Regions from separate parts of the Mus musculus genome. Here region 1 is linked to region 2. The links are chromatin contacts, called in public Hi-C maps. All regions are on one chromosome and are shown on one strand. The core of a region is the stretch at or near the end of the contact, and the rest is flanking DNA. Distances in the headings are between cores, read along the strand shown.

Region 1 (3,995 bases), core at 128-2,627, 39 kb after region 2:
AGTCCTGAGAGATATACACCAGAGAGCCAGTGGCACTTGCTTTCTTCTATTTCCAGGTAATCTAAGTGGATTTCCTAAGGTATGAGTCCCATCTGCTGTACTTGGGTAACTACTCACATTACAAAGTATTAAAAAATAATTAAAACAAACAAAAAACCCAAATCCCACCACATTCCACCCAAAATGTGGACGATGTTGAGGGACTCTGTAGGATGGTTCAGTTTGCAAAGCAGATACACTGGTCTTGACACATTAAACATACCACTGTGCACTAGCTATTTCTGAAGCCTTGTGACTGGACAGTTAGCAGCCACTCCAGCCTACAGTCTTAGAAACCTTTGTTACCCTAAAAGGACCTTATTCTCCTGTAGTGCTGAAGGCTTGGGCTCTTGAGCAAAGTTAAAAAGGAGGCGTGACTGCACCCCAGGACACACGCACACAGCTTCCTAAGGCCATGATAAACAGCTGCTGGCTTGCACCCTCTCCAGAACACTTGGCTGAGCTGTGTGGGTGGCAACTTGAAGGTTTCCAAGAACTTTCCGTTTTTGTTTAAATCAACATTTCAGGGTTTTGTCAATCAATAGTTTCGTTTCTTTTAAAAATAGGGGGGTGGGTGGGTAGGACCTAGAATAGACTTTTAAAAACATGTTGCAAAGTTGGCCCATCAGCATTCTCTTGGTTTCTGGGCGATACTGAGCTGGTGGCCCAAGCGATAGACAGAGGCAGTTGGCACCACACCTCATCAAGGGGACAACAAGAAGCCCTGCATAGTGCCTGAGTGGCTGCCAGAGCCCTGCCTACGACCAGAGAGACCACTCCTTGGAAGAAATACTGGACAGAGCCCAAACCCCATGGTCTGGAAGCCTTAGTTACCACGCTGTAAAGGAAAGCACCTGTGCCCCATGACCCAGATGTTAAAGATAAGAAAATAAAAACCTGCACGCTGTAACTGTGAGGCAAGGAAGACAAGATTGCGGTGCCCAGGGGCTAGTGTTATCCACTATGCCCAGGGCCCAGAGCCAACCCCCGCCCACAAGAGCCACCCGGAAAGGGGGATACAAGGACTCAAGAAAGGAGGAGGCGCTGGGAGAGGAGGGTAGGCAGGGAGACTGAAGGGACTCAGAGGTTGAGGAAGAGGGCCTCCAGGGGACCCCACTCACCCGCGCGGGCACCAGTAGGTGACTAGGACGCCCGCGGGGGGCGGCCAGGGACTGCGATCCCTCGGCGCTCATCGCCGCCCACGCGGCTAGGCGTGCGCTTCGGGCTCCGGAGCTCCTAAGTCCAGCGCCAGCACGGCGCCCGCGCCCCTCTGTGGACGGGCTGGGGCGGACAGAGCCAGCAGCCACTGCGCTAGCAAGCAGGGCAGGCACGGAACCCCGCCCACCTCCCAGCAGCCCGGCCCCTACTACTCTGCTCACCGCCCACCAAGCCCCGCCCATTACCATCAAGCCACGCCTCATGCCCGGTAACCCCGCCCATCAGCTCTGCCCTTCCACCTCCTGTCAGTGAGGGGTGAACTGGTTTGTGAGCTGGTTGCCACCTCCTTGCTGAGACCATCACTTCCCCCACCTCGGTCAGCAAAGTAGAAAGCTGAAACAAGCTCAGATGCGCGCATCCCTTAGGGTTGGAAGGCTAACCGGGCACCTGGGTCATGGGGGACCAGGAAGCTATTACCAGTGGATTCTGGTGATACCTTCACTGTAGCCACTTCTGCTGGCAAAGCTTCTTAGATTCTGAGTGTAGTGGTACTTTGTCCTGACAACAGCCTTGGGTCCTTTTGGTGTCTCCGGACTTCCACACAGTAGCCTAGACTGGCTACCCTAAGGACCCACTTTCTGGGAAAAATGAGAGCATATGAACATACTAAGTCCTTCAGCCTCAGTGGTCTCCATTCCTGTATGTCTGTCTTTTCCTCTCTTGGCATCTGCTTAGGCTCCAGTTCCCATCTGAGGGCAGCTTGGGATCTGTACCCCTAATTTCACTCTGCCTCCCACAAAGGGCTCCAGCTTAGTCACCAGTCCCAGTTAAGAACGTCTCTTATTTGACCAAATTTGTAACAAAAGAAATGTCATAAAAGTGATATTGGGTTTTATAGATTCATATCATACTAGTATAAATGTAAATAAAAATTAGTCTGGGCTAAAAGTCTATGCCTGTCTGCACCCTCACCCAAGGGTTGCCAATACTTAACTAAAAAGCAAACATATTTTCCTCCCTCTTCAGGTCTTATACCTCAGCCCCATCACTCACAGGCATGTATGTGCCAGTGGACAGCACCCCGCGATGCTTATCTTTACTGCTGCACTATTAGGAAAGACTGGCAGTCTAATGTGGGGTTTTCATGGCCCACAATGGACAAACAAACCATGCACAGCTAAAACCTGAGCAGCCCTGGGCTTGTGACCCAGCAGTACAGGAGCAAAGCTTTCCACATTCCCAAGTCTTATTTAGCACCTGCCTACAATTCTGCGGCTTTGGTTCATGGACAAAGAGGGTTATGACCATCTTTTTATGCTTTCCCAGTATAAAAAGCGAGCCTTAGATGACTGGATAAAAAAATGTTTAGCAATTTTTGTTTGTAGAAAAACCTAGCATAAGAATGAGGTCATGCAACTCATTTGAGGTTGCGTCTTGCAAAGTAGATGGGTTCAATCTCTGAGAAATCAGAGCTCTAAAGATAGACTTCTTACAAAGGGAAGACTCATCCCATAGTCTGAAGGAGAGACAAGCATGTAGTTATTCATCATGTTAGAGTTGGTAGACTGCATATTAGTTCAAATTTTGCAAGTAGAAAACGACTTGGGCATCCTTTGCTGAAACCTAAGCTAATCATTAATTTGGTGAATTCTGTGTCTTTCTTGGTGCTCATTGGAGCCCTGTCTGTACTCATTCTGTTTCTTGATTCAGGATAGGTGACGTGCACCGGGGCTGCCTTGGGAAACTATACAGTTCAGGCTTGAATTGTAATTTCTCAGATTTTGTGCATCAAGAGCTAGGGTTGCTCGTAAGAGTTCTGCTACTTCATTTCCAAAACAGTGGGGATCCAGTTCACAAAAGTTAACAGTAAAACACTGACCATCCAAAAAAAAAAAATCTGAGCAGGCCTATGTGGTGTGAATTTCCTACAGTTTGACTCAGAAGTTTCCATGGTGCAAGTAGAGTTGTTTCCGGAATGTTCCCCAAAGTGAGTCACTGTCTCCTTAACTATTACCTCCAGTTAGCAGAAACACTGTAAATGTCTCACACAGCCATGGTGACAGGAAAGCCACGGCACTGAGAACCGGGTGAAGCTGGTGCATTGCACCTACAGTCGGGAAGAAGGAAGAGATGAATACTCGGTGCTCAAGTAAATTGCTCCCTTTTATTCAGTCCACGACTCCACGGCGTGCACTGATGCAAGCCGCATTCAGAGCGGGTCTTCCCACCTCACTTAAATCAATATGGAAACTCCCTCACTAACATGCTCAGATGTCAGAATGCAGTCCAGGAATGGAGTCTCCTGTGAGGAGAAGTCTGGGTGCTTGTGGGAGCACCACAAAGAAAATAAGACAAGAGACTGGCAACCTCAGTTTCTTCAAAACAAGGAATTGTTCCTGGGATGTGTTTCTGTGCTTCTGGGTGTAGTAGATAGCAGTGAGTCTCTGCAGATGACTTATTACGTCTTGCTGCTCTAACTCAATTAAATATTGATGCCTCTATGGGAAAACATGGGTTTTTTGCCACATGACCTTTGTCCCTGTGACTGGATACAGCTTGAATTCATGAGAATGTTACCCACATGACTTTTCTTTCCTCTCAGAGTGTAAATTGTCTGGGGCTCTGTATAAAGTTGGCTATTGAGACCTTAGTCCACCTCATTTATTGGCTTTATTCTCCCAGATCTCACAGCCTCTGGAGCAGTGACACCCACAGTTTGTCTTCCAGAGGTGGTTCTGCTTTCTTCCAAGCAGATAGTCAGTATTAACCACACGATATGCTCACCCCATTTCTCTGAA
Region 2 (3,631 bases), core at 869-3,368:
GGAGACAGAGAAGGCATCCCCACATTGGGATGCCCACAGGAATCACCTGGTGCTGGAGCTCAATCACCCAGGGAAATCCAAGAGTTATGGCTTTTACAGCTGTCTCCACATTCTGTTGGGGAAGACAGAGGATGGTTAGAGCCAAGGCAAGGATGCAGGAGTGAGACCCTGCAGGATGTATGGCTAGAATCAGAAAGAAGGGAGGGTGGCCATGTTCAAGCCAGTGGCAGGTTCCAGAGGAACATAACATGGGTGTGATCCCAACAACGTACTGTGTTCTTCTAATTCTGGATGTCCTAGCCAAGCAGCCAAGCCCACAGCGTTCCCTCCAACAGTTGTAAAGAATTTCAAGCTCAGTGTCTGCACTGGGCTAGGCTACCTATCAAATACCCCTAGACAGACACAGCTCCATATGTTAATCATGAAGGGGAGCCACAGGTATTGTCCCCAGTGGTGTAAATAGAAGTGGAGCTTACATTTTTCCACAATCCAGAGAAAATAAAATAAACACATTCTTGAAGATTCTGCTTTAAAATGTGTAGAGACCTAAAGTCTCAACTAGTGGATCTCCACCTTTCTAATGCTGCAATCCTTTAACACAGTTCCTCAAGCTGTGGTGACTTCCAACCACAAAATTACTCTATTGCTATTTCATAACTGTAACTTTATATTTTTATGAATTGTAAATATTTGATATGCACGATATTTGATATATGCGAACCACAGGTTGAGAAACGTTGCTTTAGACAATGATAATGCCTTATAGCATATACTATGATCTCTGCTGTAGAAAGAAAACCAGCAACCTGTCAGTAACTGGAATTATGGGGTGTTTTTAAGGAAAACAGAGAAATCATTCAATAGCTCTAAGTCCTATTTCTATAAAAGCAGAAACTAAAGTCAGCCACAGATCAAAGGCTTCTCCAGTATCCAGCACAGCGACGGAGCTGCAGGACTCATGCAGTGCATACCTCATTTCAGTGTGACATAAAAAGTATATCTGCCAGTCAGAACTGGATTTTAAAATGCAATCTAATTGTGAGGAAGATGTTCAGAAAAAAATTATACATCTATACATCTATTCAAGAGTTATAAAAGTAATTACACAATCAAAATAAAGTAAATGGATTGCCACTAGGGTCCAACTGTCAAGTCTTCTGAGGATTGCTGCTCATAAAATTCATATTTTGATGAGAGTGCTTCGACTGACTGGAAAGGGAAAACTAAAGGAGTCCCTACCTTTACTGTATAGGCAATGCACTGGTTTTCGAAGTGAGATGGGGAATTTTTACATAGTCCACAGGGAATAGAAGTTCATAAAGGGGAGCAGACTGACGGGATATATATTTTTAAGTAAAGATGCTCTTCTTTGGAAGAGCTACAAACATTAAATATGGGTCATTTGGGAAGAATAAACTGCAGGTAGAAACAGGGTAAGGAATAAATGTAAGACACCAACGTTTCCCAAATGCATCTGTGTCACAGATGTCACGCTTGACTGTAAAATTAAATTAGACACGAGCTTCTAATGCTTTAAAAAGAAATAACAGCTTCAGTTACTGGATTTAACAGGCTCATCAACATCCATTTGAACATCCTGCAAACCTGTAACAAGGTTGAACTTGAACTGCCATGTGTCAAAACAATGGTGAAACTAATCATACTTTATGGTTGAATGAATTCTTTAGAGTATAAGTCTTCTTGGCTAATTGTTAAGATCTTTCTTATATATGTTGAATTAATTTAGAATGCCAGATTACCATATTATAAGGGACAATAGTAAAAGCTGCTCATTATACAGGAATTAATAGGACCAGAGGCAGAACAAATAGAACTTTGCTTCAAGAGGGGCTTCCCCAATCCAGCAGTGCTCCCTAGAATACACAGCATTCCCCAATATAGGTAATACCTTCCTGTGTGCATGGCAGTGTCTAGTCTATGCAGCATCCTCCAGTCCATATAGTATCCTCCCTACACTGAGTCTGCAGAATGAACCCCCTGTCCGTGCAGTACTCCTGTCCACACATGTCCCCAGTCAATACGGTAATACCATTCATGTGCCTCACCCCATCCTACAGCCTCAGCAGCTTTGCTTTGCATGCAGACTCAGCCATTCTGGAACTGAAATTCTTTTCCATGACTAGCTGTCCCAAGTTCAATTCAAGTTTACTGATCAGTAAGATTGCTAACCTGGCAGCAAGCCTCAAAACTTATCTAAATATTTGACCCAACCTTTAAAACTATTCAGACTCATTTTTTTTTGAGGCAGAAATTGACAAATCCATTCTCAGTTGTATTTGGAAAATCAAGAATTCTAGAACATTTAATAAGATTTTGGAAACAGGAGCAAAAATAGAAAATCACAGTTGTCAACTTCAGAACACTACAATGGTGCATGGGAAAGTCCTTTGATGGGGCATGGTTCAGGCATAAGCACCAGTAACTAGATGGCTTAATTAGAAATAGAGAACCCAGAAACCAGGGCCTTGAGAGTACCTTGCCTTCAGTAAATGGGGCAAAGATGGTTATTATAATCACAGTGGTTTTTGATTATAATTCAACTTCTTAGGAGGCTGAGGCAGGAGGAAGATACTAACCTGGGCTACATAGTGAGGTCCTGAATAAAATATAATAAATAAAGGCAGAGAAGAAAGGCACCGGGATAAATGGACACACATGCTACTAATGTACATGCATCCTACATTTTATCATATGCTGAGATTAGTTCAAGATAATTTGAAGACTAAGGGTAAAGGCAGTGTGCTTAGTCAGGACGCTCTAGAGAAGTAGAATTGTTAGAATGAATAAGTGTATGTATTAGAGTTGCTAATCAGGCTATTGCCATACTACTCCAACAATGGCTGCCTCCCACTAGAAAGGCAAAGATTCCAGTAGTTGTTCAATCTACAAGGTTGGATGTCTCCCATCTGGTCTTCAATCTTCATTAGAATATTGAAGAAGTCGGTTCTCACACCAGTGAGGGAATGCCTCAGCCACAGGATAGGTGAACTTGCCAGTGAGAGTGAACACACTAAAAGGTAAAGCTCTCTGTCTTCCCTGTCCTTTTATTTGGGCTGTCACCAGAAGGTATGACCCAGATTTAGGGTGGGTCTTTCCATTTCAAATGATCCAACCAAGAACATGTCCACCTGCTTGGTTTTAGTTGATTCCATATATGGTCAAGTTGACTACCAAGATTAGCCATCACAGAGTGCATATATATTTGATAAGAAGACTTGAGAGCAAAGATCTGACATTACTTTCTTAGAAGTTACAAAGCATAGAAACCACATATAAAGAGAAAAGCAAAATCTACATAGGACCACACTGAAAACAGTGAAAGAGAACCCACGAACCTGACTAGCAAATTCAAAATAATATATACTAAGGATGTTCTATAACTCAAAATTCAGTGACAGTTTTTAAAAAGAAAAATAAATTAGGAAAATCCACTTGAGGAGACAACCAAACCCCATGAAGATGTTCAGCAACATCACTGGGTGCATGTGAGATCAAACCACTGTAAGGCTCCATTTGCTTTCCATTACAGTGGCCCTCAGGTGAAAACAACCCGAATATCCATCAAGTAGTGGATAAGGAAATAGACATGGAAAACAAAACATGGTGAAAT

What was found. A called contact is a pair of places that touch in the nucleus more often than the background predicts.
Region 1: a Hi-C map of liver shows a contact between it and region 2, with 2.8 times the contacts expected there. The contact joins the promoter of Sntg2 here to the enhancer-like site in region 2. A contact is called at or near these places in 3 of 39 promoter capture datasets (epiblast stem cells and liver), 8 of 484 Hi-C or Micro-C datasets (Sertoli cells, liver, rod photoreceptor and 1 more) and 2 of 9 other capture datasets (adipose tissue and liver).

What each region holds. Positions count from the first base shown.
Region 1 is chr12:30,371,998-30,375,992 of GRCm38.p6, forward strand. Sntg2 (syntrophin, gamma 2) reads right to left here and starts at 1,378. Exons shown (of 17, transcript NM_172951.3): 1 at 1,161-1,378. The coding sequence starts at 1,232.
Region 2 is chr12:30,332,528-30,336,158 of GRCm38.p6, forward strand. All of the region lies in intron 1 of Sntg2 (syntrophin, gamma 2), which reads right to left. Among named protein-coding and RNA genes, the nearest start is that of Sntg2, 39 kb to the right of the region's middle. Within about 2 kb of position 2,119, at least 2 of the 459 cell types and tissues checked have an H3K27ac peak or open chromatin away from gene starts, as enhancers often do. A contact at or near this core is called in liver, where this site is marked.